Regions from separate parts of the Sus scrofa genome. Here regions 1 and 2 are each linked to region 3. A link is a contact called in public HiChIP or PLAC-seq and promoter capture Hi-C data. All regions are on one chromosome and are shown on one strand. The core of a region is the stretch at or near the end of the contact, and the rest is flanking DNA. Distances in the headings are between cores, read along the strand shown.

The links. Promoter capture Hi-C pulls out the DNA fragments that hold promoters and counts their contacts. HiChIP or PLAC-seq counts read pairs in DNA pulled down with a chosen protein or histone mark.
Region 1: a contact with region 3 is called in an H3K27ac HiChIP or PLAC-seq map of alveolar macrophages. The contact joins the promoter of ADH5 here to the promoter of EIF4E in region 3. A contact is called at or near these places in 1 of 5 promoter capture datasets (liver), 1 of 47 Hi-C or Micro-C datasets (heart right ventricle) and 1 of 2 datasets of contacts at active chromatin or transcription factors (alveolar macrophages).
Region 2: a contact with region 3 is called in a promoter capture Hi-C map of liver, with 9 times the contacts expected there. The contact joins the promoter of TSPAN5 here to the promoter of EIF4E in region 3. A contact is called at or near these places in 2 of 5 promoter capture datasets (fetal liver and liver), 4 of 47 Hi-C or Micro-C datasets (alveolar macrophages, fetal heart ventricle and skeletal muscle) and 1 of 2 datasets of contacts at active chromatin or transcription factors (skeletal muscle).

The regions. Positions count from the first base shown.
Region 1 is chr8:121,265,478-121,268,386 of Sscrofa11.1, reverse strand. It overlaps ADH5 (alcohol dehydrogenase 5 (class III), chi polypeptide), which reads right to left and starts at 1,593. Exons shown (of 9, transcript NM_001244833.1): 1 at 1,465-1,593. The coding sequence starts at 1,509. C8H4orf17 reads left to right here and starts at 1,689. Exons shown (of 17, transcript XM_021101734.1): 1 at 1,689-1,851; 2 at 2,343-2,498.
Region 2 is chr8:121,656,051-121,658,800 of Sscrofa11.1, reverse strand. It overlaps TSPAN5 (tetraspanin-5), which reads right to left and starts at 1,481. Exons shown (of 8, transcript XM_003357070.4): 1 at 988-1,481. The coding sequence starts at 1,068.
Region 3 is chr8:121,408,189-121,410,935 of Sscrofa11.1, reverse strand. EIF4E (eukaryotic translation initiation factor 4E) reads right to left here and starts at 1,303. Exons shown (of 7, transcript XM_003129314.5): 1 at 1,179-1,303. The coding sequence starts at 1,196.

The DNA of each region.
Region 1 (2,909 bases), core at 344-2,843, 140 kb after region 3:
GGTTCCTAGTCGGATTCGTTAACCACTGCGCCACGACGGGAACTCCATGACAAAGGTTTTGATTTGTTCATATAATGCTTATGAAATATGGTGACAGGATAAAGGTTGCACTGGTTTACAGGAGACAGACGTGAAAGTCTGTAATTACAAAAAGTGTGATTTAGAGAGACGCAAAGTGCTACAGAATGCAAAACATGTGCCAGAAACCTCAAACAAAACCCCAAAGGTAAAATTCAGAATACAAACAATGAAGTCACATAATCTAGACAGGTGAAGCAACAAGACTAAATAGGTCATCCGTAATCTAAGTTTTATGTCCCTCCTCTGCCCTTTCAACATATATCTGAAAGGAGTTTAACCTTTTCCCTTCAATGTGACTTTTTGTTTTTTTCGGAGCTCACTCCCCCTTTTTTGGATGCTTGGCTTGACATGGGATATGTTCCCAGATAAGGAACTGAACCCCAGCTGCAGCAGTGAAAGCACTGAGTCCTAACCACTAGACCACCAGGAACTCCCTTTAAGACAATTCTAAGCAAAACGAAGCCCCACTCTAAATCCAAAGGCAACTTGCCCTACTTCAATATTTGAACTATCATAGGAATTATAATTTCTCACATGTTCTAAAGACACTTGGTAATAACGAAAATAAACTGCCAGTTTGTTAGGTCCGAAAAATCACTCAGAATTTACCATTTGTATTCAAGTCCAAATCTTTCTAGAAAATTCCTGGTTTGCAAGCAATAAAACAATCAGACACTTTAGACCGACTAATCACGTTGTTTGTATGTTTCTGCCTTTCCTATTGTCTTATGTGTACTTCTAGAACCTGTAATAGTTTGTGCACAGGGTTCGGAAGCCTGGTGGTCCTTAGTGTGACCACTGGGCATGACCAACTTCTAAGGCTCAGCTCTTGGTCTGTATAATGGGATACTATCGTGCATAGGTGCTACACGAGGATTAAATTAAAGGAGGGTATGTATAAGGCCCTCTGGTGACCAACTGCTCCACAGCGTTACTGAAAGGGCCCGAAATGCATTCCTTGGTGCCACAATAATAGCTCAATTATGAACTACTATCATGAAAAGCACGCAACCTACCACAGGGTTAGGAGCATGGGCTCTGGCTGCAGCTGTGCCACCTAAAAGTATGACCTTGAGCTAGTTACTTATTTTTGTGAACGCAAAGCATAGAGGCTCCCAAACGGCCTGCAGGACACGGATCGACTCCCCCCCCCCCGTCCTCTCCACCCCCACCCCGCTTCGGCTGCGCCAAAAAGGGCAAAACCCTCTCAAGTAAGGAACAAAAAGCGCCCGCCCTCCCTTCCTTCCCGCAGAGCTGCTCGCCGGAGCCCCTGATTCAGCTTCTACAGTCTGGCCCAACTCCGCGCCGCCCCGAAGCGGGCGGCCGGGTTCTGCCCCATGCTTTCCCTCCCTCTTTCTCCAGCCGCGGAGCCGCAGGCGATACCTGGTTCGCCATGTCCTCCGACTGCGAGCAGCGAGAAGCGGACATCCGGCAGGGCCCGGGGAGGGTCGGCGATGTGGGCGGAGCGTGCGCGTGGCGCTCTTCTACCTCCGCCGGCGCCGGGGCGAGTGCGGAGCAGAGGTTTTCGGGGGACGTGAAGGGGCGGGCCTGGGACGTGAGGGGCGTGGCCTAGTGTGGGCGGAGCTAGAGCTGTAGTAGGAGGCGGGGGTCTCGCGGGAAGTAGGAGGGGTTCCGAGGAGGCTGAGTGGGGGTTCCCGCTGTTTGACTGGCATGACAGGCTTGCTGCGTAATGTTTGTCGGGAGAGAGTTTCCCTGTGTAACTGTAGCCCAGACAGCGCAGAGAAAGCTTACGAAGGAGAGATAGACAAGGTGAGAAACCAGGAATTTCACTGGGAGCCCATGAGAAGCCATGAGAGGACTGCACCACCTTCCCAGTCCTACACACCTGGCGCACAAGTCTCGAGCGCGCCAGATGAGGAAGATAGCGCTCCTCACAGCAGCCTCCGTCAGATGAGCTGTGAGGAGGGATAAGGGGACACAAAGCGGGCTCCTTTGGGAAATTTCCCAATGTCACCTTGAAAAAAACTCACAGTGGAAAAAACCTGTGAGTTGTTTACCCCATGTCTGACCGAGGACTGTGGACCTGGAGACAGCCCCTCAGGTAGTTCTGAGGAACTGGTCGGAGAGGCGGGGAAGAGGCCAGTGTATATATGAAAAATCATATATACACTGGGCTGAGCAGGTTCTTATAATCAAGCTTACATCTCCTAGATAAGTATGGGAAGATGGGAGAATCCAGGTTTTTAAAAAAGTTTGTCTTGAAATAGTTCTAATTTTCTTTTTTTTTTTCTTTTTCTAAGGCCGCACCCGAGGTACATGGAGGTTCCCAGGCTAAGGGTTGAATTGGAGCTGGAGCCGCTGGCCTACGCCACAGCCACAGCAACGCAGGATCCCAGTCGGTCTGAGACCTACACCACAGCTCACTGCAAGGCGGGATCCTTGACCCACTGAACGAGGTAAGGGATAGAACCTGCAACCTCATGGTTCCTAGTCAGATTCGTTAACCACTGAACCAGGACGGGAACTCCTACTTCTAATTTTCTAAGGGCCTGTTTTCCCAGAGCATGGAGTGCCTCTTCCCTGATCTTCCCCTGGATTTCCTTTCAGGGTGTGTCGTAGGTCTGCAACTGGGGGGGCTAATGACTCAGTCTCTGTAGACCTGCATGGTGGGCAGCATTCTTTGTTTTACACCAGGCTCCTGTTCCAGCTGTTGCTGCTGAAGGGTGAGTAGGAGTTTTGGTGGGAAATCCATAGGACATGAGGAGAGAACTTTGCCAGGAGGAGAAGGAGGCAGTGAAAAGTCTCTGGAACATGGGTGCATTTGATGTGTTTTAAGAGTGTTTAGAAAGAGGAAAGATAGAGTATTT
Region 2 (2,750 bases), core at 232-2,731, 250 kb before region 3:
TCCTAGTGAACTCTTTGTCTGGTTGCTTAACATGTTTGTGAGATCAAGGAAAAGCATCCAAACAAAACAAAAGAGTGGGCGCCCCAGCCTAATTACAATAGTGCCCAGCACACTGTAGTGCCTACAGAGCATGGTTTGAATCTTTCATTCAAGCATTTGCTCTCTCGGTACCCCCACGGAACGTGTCTTGTAACACCTTCTCCTTTGCATTTCTCCAAGGTTTCCCCAAAACAGCCCGCTCTACGTCGCTCCTCAGAAAAGGAGGACGTGAGACACGAACACACTGAGACATATGTTGATGGTGACTTGTTATTATCCTGACAATAATACAGAGAAAGAAAATCCCTCCACCCCACGCGCCCCTCGTCAGTCCATGATGCCAAAGAGCTCTTTCCAGATGAAGGGGAAAAACGTGCAGGAAGCGTTATTTACGTGCACATTACAGAACCATATACCACCGCATCTGCATCCTACACAAAGCCGGAGATGGTGCAAGAAGATACACGCTGAGCATGGCACAGACCAGCCGCGGCAACACGGAGCCAAGCCCTCGTCCAATCAGATCCGTGTTAGAAGGTGGACCTCAGGGTCGGCTCTGCCCGATTAGCCTTCCCTGTTATGACACCACGCTCTGCCCAACATCCATATCCCGCCGGGAGGAAATTTCATTCGAGTGGTTGCTCATTTCTCAAACTGCCGAGTCCTTTCTTTCATATGCATCCATGCTATTCGTCCCTCAAACAGCCACCCCAAGGCCTGGGTGCCCCCTTTCCAGCTCGGGTTCTCTTTTTACCTCTTCCCATTCCTAGAAAGGATTAAATGTTTATCTCTCCGACGCGCAGGCTGAAAGGCGGAAGGCAAAAGCCTCTCCGTGCTCCAGCAAGCGCCCAAGGGGCTGCGAAAAGTAAAGGCAGAGAGCAACGTGGGGGAAACCGTCGCGAATCGATCGGCCACAATAGTTGAAATCCCAGAAGCGCTCTAACTTACCCAAAATATGACATTGAAGCCAAATATGAAATATTTGATGCAACAACTGACTTCAGGACCCTTGTAATGCTTCCCGGACATCCTCTGGGTTCATGAAGACACTTGCCCCGGCAGCCCGAGTTTGGAGCCCCGGAGCACCGTTGCTCAGAGCGGGCCGGAGGGGAGCGGGGGGCTCAGAGAGGCCGCTCGCTGCCGCGGCGCGGCGGCCCGGGCTGAGCAGCGCAGGGACCCACCGGCGGAGAGCGGCTCCCGCACCTCCAGTCCCTCGCGCGCCGAGGCCGCCGGAGCCGGAGTGGCTGCGAGCGGGCGGGGAAGCGCGCGCTGCAAACCCCTAGCTTCGCTGAAGGTGGCCCCGAGCACAAGGAGAGCGCCCAAGCCCGTCCGCCAAACGATCTGTCCGTCGGTCCGTCTCCGGGCTTCGGGCAAATGCGGCCGCGGCAGATGCTGGTGGAGACGCTACTAGCCCGCCTGTCCGCTCGCGCGCTCCCTCCCACCCCTCGCTCCGCCCGCCGTTCGCTCCGCCCGCTCAGCCGGCGGCTCCACCGCCCGCGCCGCCCGCAGCTCCGCCCGCCGCCTGCCGCCCGAGCATCAGCGAGGTGCGCGCGCGCAAGGGCTCGGGCGCTCTCGGGCGGCGCGGCACCACGTAGCCTCGCCGCCCCCTCTTTCCAGTCCTCTCTGCTCCGCCTGCTCCGTTACTCCCCGCCCCTTCTCCCTCCAGGCCGGAGCGCAGCCGACCCCAGAGCACCGCGGCCGAGTAGGTGGGTAGGATGGCAGGCGGAAGGGAGAAGGAGGGGTGCCCGGCAAGCACGCCCATTGAGAGCAGCCTGGAGGAGGGACTGGGATTGATGGGCAGCGGGCCCCCCCTCTGTCACCGGCAGCCGCACTCAGCTTCTGGAGGGACGTCGGGGAGAGGGTCGTCTCGGGGCGAGAGGGCCCGGTGAGGAGGCATCCAGAGTGACAATCCACCCACCACCCCCGCCGCCGCCCGGACGAACCTTCTTCTGGCTGTAGCCACACTCACACCCCCTGCTTTAACCCGGGTTTGTTACAGAAGACGCCGGGCCGCGAGCCGGAGAGGAGAGGGGTCGTAGACTTTGCTAGGAGCAAAGGGGAGGAGAAGGTGTTAGGGAAGGGGAAGAAAAGAGGCGGGAAATGCGGGCAGCGAATCGCGAGGTTGCATAGAAAAGCCCCCCCCCCCGAATCCCACTGTGGCTCCAACCCAGCCTCCCCACCTGCGAGAGGAAAAGGCTTGTCCTAGAACGGGGACGAGGTTGGAGAGATGGTCCCAAGGAAGCCTTTCCCGGGATTCGATCCTCCTCGCTCCAGAACCTGTCCCCAGCAACACAAACCCGGCCTGCCAAGCCCCCCCCCCCCCCGGTGGAATGGAACCGAAGGAAATTGACTGGTCCTAATTCTAAGAAGGAATCCAGGAGTTCCAGGGCAGTCCTCTGGGGACTCCGAGTTGGGTCTGTAGATCATAAACGATTCCGCATTGAGCTCTGCGGAAGGAGAGAACCTGCCTGCAAGTTGTGTCGGAGGCCTACCTGAGAAGGTGCGCCCGTCAGCTGCGTGTCCGCCTTCCTCCTGGAGCATCTTCATAGATGCTGGCAAGTGGGGACCAGTCTTTCATGGGAAAAAAAAAAAAAAAAAAAAGAGTGAAGAACTGTTCACAACTGTGTGTAAACGTCTTGGGAAAGCTAGAAAGAGGTGAGATTAGGAAAAACTTCCAGCACCACCCTGTGTGACCTGGTACTGGGCACAGA
Region 3 (2,747 bases), core at 54-2,553:
TATGACAAACATACTCTCTCCTTTGGGCGGTAACTATCAACTTTGTGCTCTGGGATCAGCCTGCTTAAAATAAGTTTAAGATGGTGCCTGAACTGGGAAGAAAGCCAGGAGAACGGATAAAGAAAAAAAATCAAACAGAAACCTAACTTTAAAAGTTAAGTTAAACAGTGTCTGAGAACTCTTCCAGAGGATAAAGCCGCGGAAGAACAGATGGATCTACACCCATTCGCACTCTCTGAGGCGTGCGCACAGCGCGGAAAGGATGAATGAATGGAAGACAGGCGCGTGTGAAATGCCGCAGGTCCGGCCGGCAAGCCGACCAGCCCCAGCAGCTATCAGCAGGCCTCGCTCCTCCCCCTTCCCTCCTCCATGACAGCCCAGGCTCAAGCATGGAGGGGCGAGGACAATGTGATCCCCCTTCCAACCACCAGCACCCTTCACCCTACTCTCAGAGCTTTACCGCGCCACCAAGGGTTCTCCTCCCCACCCCGAAACCTTTCTCGCCTCCCGGGTCGCCAACCCCGACAACTCTCGGACATGCTGGAGTAACATGCGCTCGCCCCTCTCGGCTCCCCTCGGCGAGGAAGAACCTTCTCCGCGCGTGCCGCGGCACCACTCCCGCCCAACCCACCCCGTGGCACCGCGCGCTCACCGGCTCCCTGGCCCACCGGTCTAAGAAATCCCGGCGCGCGCCCGGAACCCAAGCCCCTGAGCCAGAGCTCGGGAGGGAGAGAGGGAAAGGCTGCTCCGAGGCTCCCTCCTCCATCTCATTCCAGGCCGGCTCGCCGCCCACCGTCCCTGCGAATCCTGGCGCTCGTTCGGAGCCGGGCCCGCGCCTTCCCATCGCAAAGGCACGATTCCCACACACCTCGCCCAGAGGCCGGATCACGCACCACCCTTATAGACACCTTGCGGCTCCACAGGGGGAGCCGCGCCGCCCCTCCCCCACATCTCTCCCCTAGCTCGCGGGCCCCCACCAGAACGTGTGCTCTACACGCCGTGGCGGCCAGCCTCCGGGGCGCCCCCAATTGTCCGCAGGGAGGTCAGGCCAAAGAAGAGGGGGAGGGGGCGGCAAGGGGTAGCGTGCGCGCTGGGAACGCCGTCCCGCGGGATCCTTCAGTCCGAAAGGAGACGGAGCGCGGGGACCGGTGGGGGTGGGGGCCAAAGGCAATACTCACCGGTTCCACAGTCGCCATCTTAGATCGATCTGATCGCACAACCGCTCCTGAAGGGAGGGGGTGAGAGGAAAAAAATGAGATTCAAACCGGATTGGCCGGCTACTGTTCACGTGACGGACGTGTCCGTTTGGCCCTGGCGGCGCCTGCGCAAGACTGCAGCTGCGTGTTTAACAAGAGGCTTCTGGGAAGTGGAGTCGCTCTCTCGGTGGCTCGCTCTCCCTGTCTCTTTTTTTTAGGCTAGGAAGTTTAAAAAAAAAAAAAAAAAAAAGACTGGTCACGTGGCCGGTGGGTACCGTGCGCGGTTCTCGGCGCAGCGGACACTCGCGTGCTGGAGGGTGGCTTTCAGTCCTCTGCTCTTCCGCCTGGGTAGTTGCTGTCGCACTCACTGCCAGGCATGCCTCCTGTGCCCTTTGTCGCCCTGTCCTCCCATCTTCCTCGGAAGGTTGGGAACTGTAGGCTCAACACGCACAATAAGGCTTCATTTGCTTAGTTGAGGTCCTAGGACAAGTTGCCTGTGTGTTTATTTAATTTTCTTTTGACTTCCCACCATTTTCTCTTAGTTCCAAAAAGAGGCGGCGAGGGAAAATCGTTAAGCAATCAACCCTCCCCCGTCCCCCGGCTCCGCTAACGCTGGTGGTCACTCATTGCCATCACTGCGAAAGGGAGTGGCGGAACCGCCCACAGTAACCACTTGCCACAGTTCGGGGGAGGGGGAGTGCACCCGACAGCTTTTCGTGTTCCAACTCCTGAGATTAAAATCTCAGGGCTAAATCTTGCGTGGAAGTAAAAATTATCTGAAGTTCTGTCCTCTCGATTGCACTGTTCTGCTTCGACGTGAAGGGAAATAGCCCAAGTCCAGGTGCCAGCCAGGGAAGCCACTCCGGCCCCCGCTGACTAAGCCCTGGACTGACCGTCAGGAGTCGTTAGGCTGGGTCAACTATGACTCTTGACGTTGACTCATTCTCCTTAGGCAAGTGACTTAATCATTCAGTGCCTCAGCTTTTTCATTTATGAACCACAGATGGTAATACACTTACCTCACAAGGGTATGCTGTGGTAATGATTGTAACCAGCTTTGAAAATGCATCAGACTCTATAAATGCTTCATAATAAGCAACCTCGTGCCTTCGTAAGGATCAGCTGCTTCCCTTACTGTTCTTTAAACAATGTTTTAAATTTTTCTTTTGCTTATGTTGTTACATTATCATGTACACCAATGCAATTTTAAAAGTTTCGAGACAATGTTTTTATAACTAGCTACCCTCCATAGAGGCTTTAATGTTTAGGAAAATATTGTTATAATCACTGGCAATTAGAGGTTTATCCCCAGAGTGACATCCGACGTTTTCTTCCCCGCTAAGATACTGTGCTGTCATTTCTTTCTTTTTTTCTTTTTTTTGCTTGTGCTGTCATTTCTGAAGACAGTCTTACTCTGCACAGTCTGGTTATCCATATAAAAAAACAGAAGAAATCTAGCAGAGTGCTACTGCAAGATTTTAATGAGGAAGATATTATATCATTACTATTTCCCATGCTTCTTAAGAATGTTAACACCAGAAAAATCAGTAT